Linked DNA regions of Oryctolagus cuniculus: region 2 is linked to region 1. The links are chromatin contacts, called in public Hi-C maps. All regions are on one chromosome and are shown on one strand. Each heading gives the region's core, a stretch centred on a gene start, on an enhancer-like site or on the middle of the called end of the contact. The rest is flanking DNA. Distances are from core to core; before and after follow the strand shown. Region 1 overlaps MYO10 (myosin X). Region 2 holds the start of BASP1 (brain abundant membrane attached signal protein 1).

Region 1 (5,000 bases), core at 1,009-3,508:
AGTGGCAGCACAGTCTACCCAACTGGGTAATCCAATCATCCTATGGAAATTCAGCCTACATGTCCCCAAAACACAGTTAAACTGATTCTACCTCTTAGAATCTTTACTCCAGCTCCCCTGATTGGTAACTATCTAGTTACTGGCCACCTCTCCTCCCAGCCCGCAGCCTATGGCCACAAGCTGTTGTCCTCTACAGCTTTCACAAGCCAACTTGGGCCCCTGCTCACCTTCTCTTGATGGCCCTGACAGGCAGCGGCATGCAACATTCACTCCAATGTCTCCAATGTACCACATCCAATAAATCTAAATCCACCACGCTATTTTCTATCTCTACACTGGGTGATCTCCCGCTAGGAGACCAAATTCCCCAACAAATGCTCAAACCTCAGTGCAACTAATAACTTTGTAGAATTATTTTTCTGACCTTCTCCTCACCTCATTTTTTTTTTAAAGATTTATTTATTTGAAAGTCAGGGGCAGAGAGAGATAGGCCTTCCATCTGCTGGTTCACTCCCCAGATGGCCTCAATGGCTGGAGCTGCGCCGATCCGAAGCCAGGAGCCAATAGCTTCTTCTGGGTCTCCCTCACAAGTGCAGGGGCCCAAGGACTTGGGCCATCCTCAATGCTTTCTTAGGCCATAGCAGAGAGCTGGATTGGAAGTGGAGCAGCTGGGACTCAAAACAGCACCTATACAGGATGCTGGCACTGCAGGAGGCAGCTTTACCTGCTATGCCATGGTGCTGGCCCCTCACCTCATTTTGATGCTCATTCTTTGTGCTCCAGGTAAATAATTTTATCACTCATTGTTGTGCTGCACTGTTACCAATGGTTTGCTTGTTGTCTATCTTCACCAATCAATGAAGTAGCTTTCATTTGTTCACTCTTTCAACAAACAATGACTGTGATAAAGTAACTCTGCATCCTTGGAGTGCACAGCTAACTCAACAAGATACTTCGGGTGCATGTAGTCTGACCACTAATCCGCCAAAGAAATTCATGTTCTGTGTTCTACTGCTCTGCCCACTGTCTTCTGCATAACAAAACTGTTTGCCGGGGCCGATGCTGTGGTGTAGCAGGTAAGGCTGCTGCCTACAGTGCTGGCATCCCATATGGGCGCCTGTTTGAGTCCCGGCTGCTCCACTTCCAATCCAGCTCTCTGCTATGGCCTGGGAAAGCAGCAGAAGATGGCCCAAGTCCTTGGGCCCTTCCACATGTGTGGGAGACCCGGAGGAAGCTCCTAGCTCCTGGCTCCGGATCGGCGCAGCTTCGGCCATTCTGGCCAACTGAGGAGTGAACCAGCGGATGGAGGACCTACCTCTCTCTCTCTCTCTCTCCTCTCTCTCTCTCTCTGCCTCTCCTTCTCTCTCTGTGTAGCTCTGACTTTCAAGTAAATAAATAAATCTCTAAAAAAAAAAATTGTTTGCCACAGTCCAGTGAAACACATTTTTAAACAATTTTAAAAAATGCCAAGCATTCAAGTTTGCTGCAAAGAAAACTAGATCACAACAGATAATTCCTCCAGTTCAATTTCTGATTCAAATTCTCTCCTTGTTGAAAGTAACTGGAACCAATGGAGAGTCAGGAAAGAAAAGAAATCATAAAAACAAAGCTCCTAACTGCCACTATCATGTGCTGATGTGGAAGTGGTCACTCAAGAACATGAACAGTTGGTAAAATTTTAAAAATACATATAGTCAGACAGATGGTTACAATCATCTTTTGGCAACATGAGTCTTGATTTCTTCCTTTTTTTAAAAAAAAAGCCAACAAACAAGGAACCTCTGACAATCCACACTGTACTCAGCTGTTCCCAACCAGGGTCACATGCCAAGACTGTGCTACCCATCCGGACTTCAGGCCATCCCAAATCCATGAGAGCCAGGCACTGTTACTTGACACTGGCCTTGGAAAGAGAGGGAAATGAAAGAAAGAAAGAAAAAAAGCCTCCTCTGGGAAACCTCAAGTCAAAAAACTGAAACACAGACTTCAATTTGCCTGTCCCCAAACAGGACCCACACAGCAGGGGCTGCCCGGTCACCACACTGCAGGTGGCTATGCCTTCCTGGCAGGTGAACTCGGCTCAGGCCTATGGCAAGCACAAGCTTCTTCACTGGCTGGGGCTTGCTAAACAGAAGCCGGCTTCAAAGTTAATTCAGGAACAACAGCAAACACATTTACAGATTGGGGCTGGAATGTCACCCAACCAGAGGAGGCTATTTTTGAAGAGCCTAAAAATACGTTAGCTGTGAAGCATCTTCTGTACCTTCTGAAGCAAGTATCTTTAGACACAACCTCATTGCTTAAAATGAGCTTGTTTGATTCTGATCCCTTTACTGCTTGTTCCACAAGACCAACAAATTAGCCCTGGGGCTGGGTGGACATGGGAGGGCTTCCTCTGGAGCCAGCCTCCACGCCACAATTGCAGGCGAGCTCTGAATTTGCTGTGCCTCTCCCATCATGTGGTCTGCGGCCGTTCCTGGAGGCTGGGAAAGGAGTCTCCTCCGTGCAGCTAACCCAGAGCCTGACAAAACCCCTACGGTGGAGCGGATGGGCTTCTCTTCAATTCAGCACAGAACTAAACTGCCACACCCCAGAGTTCGGCAGTCCCAGGAGCAGGCACACAGCTTAACTTCCAGCACAGCAGAAACCTCAGCAGCTCTTGACGGCACTGGGCTTAGTGTCTGGGGGTAGAACAATCTGAGCTGATGCAGGCCAGGGAGCACAGCCAGACAGGCATCCCAAACTCTATGCATCTTCCCACTTTGCTCAAGGAGCTGCCAGGTGTGTCAGTGGGGGTCTTCACAGACAAGAGACTTGACAAACCTCCCTCCCTCACCTGTCTCCCACGCTCCTCTTATTTGTCCCCTCCCTCACTGCCTTCTTCCCCACTCTAAAACCTTCAGGCCAGTGCTGTGCTCACTTGGTTAATCCTCCGCCTGCGGCAGCGGCATCCCAAATGAGTGTCAGGTTCTAGTTCCGCTTGCTCCTCTTCCAGTCTAGCTCTCTGCTGTGGCCCGGGAGGGCAGTGGAGGATGGCCCAAGTGCTTGGGCTCCTGCACCCGCATGGGAGACCAGGAAGAAGCACCTGGCTCCTGGCTTTGGATCAGCGCAGTGCTGGCTGTAGCGGCTATTTGGGGAGTGAATCAACAGAGGGAAAACCTTTCTCTCTGTCTCTCTCTCTCTCTCTCACTGTCTATGACTCTGCCTGTCAAAAAAAAAAAAAAAAAAAAAAACCAAAACCTTCATGTCATCACCACTAACTTGTCCCCTCCCTGCTCCCTAGCACTTCCTAGCAACTGTCCCAATATTTCTCTCTTCACAGAGATTCAGCCATGGCACTACTGACATCTTGGGCTAGGCAATTCTTTCTTGGGGGACTGTCCTGAGCACCAGGTGGTGTTGCGCAGCAGCCCTGGCCTCTGCTCACTGGACATCATGAGTCTCCTGCCCCTAACTAACTAAGACAACCTCCTGCTATTGCCAGTTGTCACCTGGGGGCAGAAAATCTTGACTGAGAACAAATGCTGGAGGATTTCCTAAGCCCGACCTGCCCATTCGTTCTGAACTTGCTTTCCCCAGCACTTCTGCCATAAGCCATTTAGCAAGGCCTGCCAGCAAACTCACTCTCATCTCTCTGTCTTCCTGTGCAGTGCCCACCAGCTTTTCCTTCTAACTCTTATCCCTCCTCTGCATGGTCTTTCTTGACACCCCCTCCACAGCCAACTCAGGTTTCCTGACCCACCTTCAGGTTCCTCCTCCCTATCTCTTATCTTTTGGCACCACAACATACTGGCACTTCATCTTCTTAAGTCTTTAGAAGCTTGCAGGTGAGGGTACTTGAGGTGTCCTTCCCCACCCCCATCCGCTGCAGCAGAAAGTACACAACCAACAGGTTTAGGACAGAAGCCTGAGTTTCTGGTTGGGGGCTGCAGGCTGGGATGCTGAGTAGGGCTGTAGTCTGGGAAGCCAGCAGAGGATGGCAAAAGTTCAGACAGCAAAAGCCTGGAACTCCAAGAAGGCAATCCAGCAGCAAGGCCTCATACAGGAAATTACGGAGAGAGGAATACAGGCCCAATCAGGGTATTGGACTCAAACAGGACCAGCAGCAAGGCTAGAGCCATACAGACCCAGAGACATTGCCATAAAGTCTGCACTTCTGCCCCTCAAGAGCATGCAAGGGGCAGGGATTCAGCCACAGAACAGGGAAGGGGCCCAAGGTAAGGCTCAGGAGTGGAACCCAAACTGTGTCATCCCCACAAGCTGGAACTCTACAAGAAACTCCCAGTGGTTCAAGGCTCCATGCAGTGAGCTGGCCTTGATTTTTTTTCCCTATGAGATTTCCCCATGGCCAAACTGCAAGCTTCCAGGCTCAGGAAGATGCTGTAAACCACTTCCAAATGCCCCTCAATATGGCGCCAAGTCGAACACAGAAACTTTTGAAATAAGTGTGTGTGTGTGGGTATGAGATGAACAAGGTGGACAGAAAGACACAAAAGGCTGAAGTTTCTAACGTTTTCACATGTTCAGAAGCAGCCCTGCCCTGCCAGGTAAGGGGATTGTGCTGACTTGAAAAAGCATACATTAAAAACCTGACACTGTGGCACAGTGGGTAAAGTTGCCAAATGTGGTGCCAGTTCAAGTCCCAGCTGCTCCACTTCTGATCTAGCTCCCTGCTGGTGCATCTGGGGAAGCAGTGGAGGATGGACCAGGTCACATGTGGGAGGCCCTTGCACCCATGTGGGAGGCCCAGGGCCTGGCTCCTGGCTTTGGCCTGGCCCAGCTCTGGCCATTTGTGGAGTGAACCAGTGGATGGAAGACCTCCCTGTCTCTTCTCTCTCTCTCTCTCTCAGACTCTGCCTTTCAAATAAATAGATCTTAAGCAAACAAACAACTGACAGCCTAAACTGTTCATTTAGAGCCACGGGAGATTAGTGGAGAAAAGGAGGGCTCAACTCTGATTTGTCTATTCTAAGGGTCCTTTTTCTTGCTTTCTACCCATT
Region 2 (4,871 bases), core at 1,421-3,920, 310 kb after region 1:
GACTTTGAAGTAGAAAACCTTGAGATCAAAGGAAATATTTTGTTGAACTCAGCTATTCATCCTTGATCTGCTAAAACACTTAATTCAATTAGCAATATAAACTTTGTCAAGATTTCACTTTCCCAACTTAATGTAACTTGCACCATTGCTTTTGTTTCTAAGTGTCTTGGAACAAAAGGGGGAAAAGCTTCCTAAAATGTCTCACATAAGGCATGGAGTATGCAATACTTGTATGAGGTTTGATGTAAAAGTGCATTCTTTCTGTGCTTTAGTGCGTAATGAGTTACAGTGGAAATACTTTTTAAAAAATTTATTTATTTATTTGAAAGTCAGAGTGACAGAGAGGCAAAGAAAGAGTCTTCCATCTGCTGGTTCATTCCCAAATGGCTGCAACTGCCAGACCTGGGCCAATCTGAAGCCAGGAGCCAGGAGCTTCTTCCAGGTCTCCTACACAGGTACAGGGGCCCAAGGACTTGGGCCATCTTCTACTGCTTTCCCAGATAATAGCAGAGAGCTGGAACAGAAGTGGAGCAGCTGTGACTCGAACCAGTGCCCATAAAGGATGCCGGCACTATAGGCAGAGGATTTACCCACTAGGCCACAGAGCTAGCCCCAGTAGAAAATATTTTAGGCTAAATTATCTAGTAGTGTTGCAGACAAGCAAACTTCTCAGATTTCATGAGGTTTGAAACCATAGCATTATAGAAGGGAAGGTTTAGCATCATGAGCTATGCCTCAAGTCAAGCATTTTAGATGTTCAAAGACTACAATCTTTGTAAGAACCTGTGCTGTAGGATTTCCTCTGTCTAGAGAAGTCAGATGGCATTCATAGAGTCACAGAGCTTAGATGCGTAGTGCTGAGATTTGAATTCATGCTGGCTGATGCAAGACCCTACTGTGTGTTAGGATTCATTGTGAATGCTGAGCTGTCTTAAGACCTTCAGAAATGATCTGTTCTACCTCCTCTCTTTATGTCAGACTGGAAGAAAATGAGGCCCTCAACCTAAAGCACTGCTCATTCCTGATGCAGTGGGGACAAAGCCCAGGCCACTAACTCTCCGCAGGACGGTGTTTTTGCTCTTGTGCTTTTGCAGATGGCCAGGAATGGGAGTTTGTCCCAGGGGAATGCAGACCTTGAGGAAGCTGTTCTATCCCTGGATATCTGACTTACCTTTGAGGGCAGGGCAAGGTGATGAAGCAGTTGTTACCCCCACCTCCACCCCCACCAGGCATTCAGGCCCTTTGAGACTGGCTCACCTAATTTCCGTTTGTGTATGGTGTGTGTGCACGTGAAAGCTATGCACACACCCTTCCTCTGTGTACCTGCAGTCATTTCAGAGATGTGTCTGCCGTAAGTATGTTATTCTATTGAGGATTCCACGTGGAGGTAGAGATGCTGCTGGCCAAGATCTCAGACCCTGCTTGCTGAATGTCTCGCCAAGCCCTGTTTGCTGCGTGTAGACGTGGTCAGTATTTTGGGGCAGTCACTTAAGTTCACCAAATGCCACAATGGGCAGTTTCAGATGACTCTGTAATAAATGACATGGTCTAGATCTTGAGCTAAAATTGGTACCCACTGCTCCTGTTTTCCCTTTCCTTTTCACCTGCTAACAAAAACAGGACTTGAGCAAGAGGCTGTGTGACTGTTAATACTGATGCCAGATATTCTCCTGTTCTCAATCAGTCATGTTTTAGAAAGAGGGAGAGGAAGAGAGAGGGAGAAGGAGGGGAGATGGGGAGAGAGAGAGAGAGAGAGAGAGAATGAATTATACTCTAAGCTCCCAACAGATTGGCTGATGTTTCTCCTGTCTACTTAGGGGCCAGTTCTGACTCCCTCTGGAATTGTCTCCATTGGTTTATCCTAAAATGATAACCCATTATGGGTTCTGCTTTAAGCCATCTGAAATGTGGAATTTCACATTTCACGACTTGGCTGGAGTTTTCAGAAATCAAATATTGTTTGTACCCCCCTCCCCCCAGTATTTTTTTAGCTGGGAAAATGTTTTAAGCTTCTTACTGGAATTTGCTGCATGTGGTTAAAAATCCCCAAGAAGTAAATTGTGAGCTTAGCATAAATAATCGGTTTTGTTTTAGAGTCCCATTCAGAAGAGTAAGCTACAATGCGACAGAGTCCTCTCTTAACAAGGTTTGTAATGATTTCCCTGAAATCGTAATTGAAATTCAAAATCTAGGAGGAGTTTTGCCAAACCAATTCTATGTAATTTGCACTGAGAACTGTTCTAACATGGGTTCCAAAGTCAGGGAAAATACACGGGGAGCAGGGAATATGCTCTAACTTTGTACAACACGTTTTATGTTTCTTTTTTCTTTTATTTCTTCTCCTCTTCCTTCCTCCCTTGGTTGCTATCTTCTACTGAATAGTGTGAACATGAGTTGATGACTGTCAAATGTTGACTCTGGGTGATGGATCCACAGAGCATCTTCGTTCTTCCCTCCATACTCTTGTGCATGTTTGGAACTTTTCCTAATGAAAAGAAGAAAAAGGAAACAGAAATGATTATGGCTCAAGCACTGGGCTGTTCTCAGCTTGAAGGAGTCTTCACAGAACACTAAACAGAAGCAGAAATTACAGTAAGTTCAAACTTATTTCCTAGGAGGCTTTTTTTTTAAGTGTTTTTCTGGAACTCAGAAATTGTTTTAATGATCCAGCCCTGCAGGGGTCCAGGATGGCAGGAGTACAAGAAGGTTGGGCAAGTCTATGACACAGCTTGTGCCTGGTGGAGAATTTTCCAAATAGAAATATGACCGAAAAAGAGGGTGGAGGATTAGAAAACCAGCCTGGAAGTGGTGAGTTTGCGATTACTCACATGGTTGCCACATAATTCTTGCTGCACCTAGGGCCACAGATAGAGCTTTGGGTCCTAAAACACTTTAATTCCCACAGGTCTTGCTGCTCGGGGGAGTGCCTCATCTCACCGCTTCCCAACAGGCAGCACATACCACGATGCGTAAAGCAAAGTATTTCTGTGTCAGCTTTTCCAGGGGGCAAGGAGGAATGTCCCTTTAGGAGATTACTGACTTCCCTTGTCATGCCAGAGTAAGCTTCCTAGATCAGCTAATGCTCCTGCAAGGCCAGGCAGCTCCCAGCCGCCAGCAGCGCCCAGCACAGCTCCTTCCTCCTCCATCTTACCTGTGGCCCCAAGGATTCCACCTGGTGTGGTGACAGCTGACCACGGGCCAAGCGTCCCAGTGCCTTGGCAGCTCAGAGGACAGGAGAACAACAGGACGCGTGTGGGGACCCTGGAGACCGGCAAGTTCCACGTGGCCTGTCATCCTGTCGTCACCGAGGAGCCTGGCCCTCTGGTAATGTCTCCTTTGCTGCCCCTGGGTCCTTCCCGTGGACGCTGCCACTCCTTTCCTCCCATACTACTGGTTCCATTGTGTTGTCGGGGGTCATGATTCCTTGGTGGATGATCTCTTCTGTGTCTGCAGTCTTCAGAGAGCAGCCACCCTCCCTGAAATCCTTCTCTCTCCACAACACCCCGGTTTCTTCCCTTCCACATAGCACCTGCTGGGCTGGAGACTCAGCATTGCATTAACACTTTTGTGATCATTTGCAAACGGTTACTCTTTCTCCTCTTGAAAAAATTCCCTCTTGAGTATTTCATAGTCTATGATTTTCCTCCCCACACCTTCATCCTCACTATCCACTCTGTACTCATCTGTGACCTTGGCCAAGTTCCTTAACTGCAGAGACTTGTTCGCTTACAGAGGATAGCAGCGCTTCCTGCTGCATAGGGTGCTGTGGATGAAATGAGAAGATTTGTGTTGAGTGGTTAGCATCTTTCTGGCCTAAACGATGCACGTTTACTGTGATCAGATTTGACCTGCTTGCTTTCCTTCCCAAATTCACCATGATCTTGGGAAATTGCGGTGTCCTTTGGAACTACACACATGTTCCTGTTCCCTCACTGCTGGGACAGGCATCTCCATCGTATGCCTGTCCTGCTTTCTGGAACCCACCTCCTTGTCTGGGTGTCCTCCTCACCCGACCTGCTTCTCCCTGCCTATGTCACTTCCTTGCAGTCCGTTAGATCCTTGCCATCTGCAGCCCTGGCCTGGAACTGTTGGACGATGGTCAGAGTGTTTGCTTTCATTGTGCCCATGTTTTCCATAATTCCTCCAGTATAAGGGTCTCTGTAGGGCTTCTCCATTCCTAGTGCCTGGGCCCTCCACAGCTCAGGTGGAGAGGCTGACCATCACTCAGTCACATGGAGATTTATCTGGGGTGTCCATTATTGGGGTGAGTTTTCTAGGGATATGAGTTTAGCAAGGAGGTGAAGTGACATGTTTGATGCAGCAGTAACTCAGTATCTTGGAAGCAAGGAGGTCACAAGGGGTCTTCATCACCTGCGTTGAGTGTGTGAGCTTGGAGCTTGGTTCAAGGGTCCAGGAGAACGTGCAGGCTGAGGAACAAACTTGGCTTTATTTTGGGCTTCCAGGGTTTTCTTTGATTTCCCTTTAATTTTTCTTTCGTATTTTCAGCAGTCTGTTTGAACTCTGCACAGGTAAGGGATTTTTGCTATCCAAGGAGGTTGTTACTAGGGATTTGGTTCTGGCTCAGGAAAGACCTTTAAAAGGCATCCATCTTAGAGAGGCAGAGTGGTGGTGGCAGAAGGATTCAGTGTGTGGCTGTCTAAGGCTTCCTGAATGACAGTGGTATACAGAGGAAGTCAGAATAAGCTAAGATGTGTGCCCCAGTGACATGTGCAACTAGGAGAGAGAGAGAGAGAAAGAGAGAGAGAGAGAGAGAGAGAGAGAGAGAGAGAGAGAGAATTTTCCATCTGCTGGTTCACTCTCCAGTTGTTGGCAACAGCCAGGACTAGGATCTCAGAACTTGAGAAGGTTCC

Evidence for each region. A called contact is a pair of places that touch in the nucleus more often than the background predicts.
Region 2: a Hi-C map of embryonic fibroblasts shows a contact between it and region 1, with 3 times the contacts expected there. The contact joins the promoter of BASP1 here to the enhancer-like site in region 1. A contact is called at or near these places in 4 of 6 Hi-C or Micro-C datasets (ear pinna, embryonic fibroblasts, psoas muscle and 1 more).

Annotation. Positions count from the first base shown.
Region 1 is chr14:45,935,138-45,940,137 of mOryCun1.1, forward strand. The region is part of intron 3 of MYO10 (myosin X); the gene reads right to left. Among named protein-coding and RNA genes, the nearest start is that of MYO10, 110 kb to the right of the region's middle. Within about 2 kb of position 2,259, at least 2 of the 8 cell types and tissues checked have an H3K27ac peak or open chromatin away from gene starts, as enhancers often do. A contact at or near this core is called in ear pinna, where this site is marked.
Region 2 is chr14:46,245,493-46,250,363 of mOryCun1.1, forward strand. It overlaps BASP1 (brain abundant membrane attached signal protein 1), which reads left to right and starts at 2,671. Exons shown (of 2, transcript XM_070056613.1): 1 at 2,671-2,808.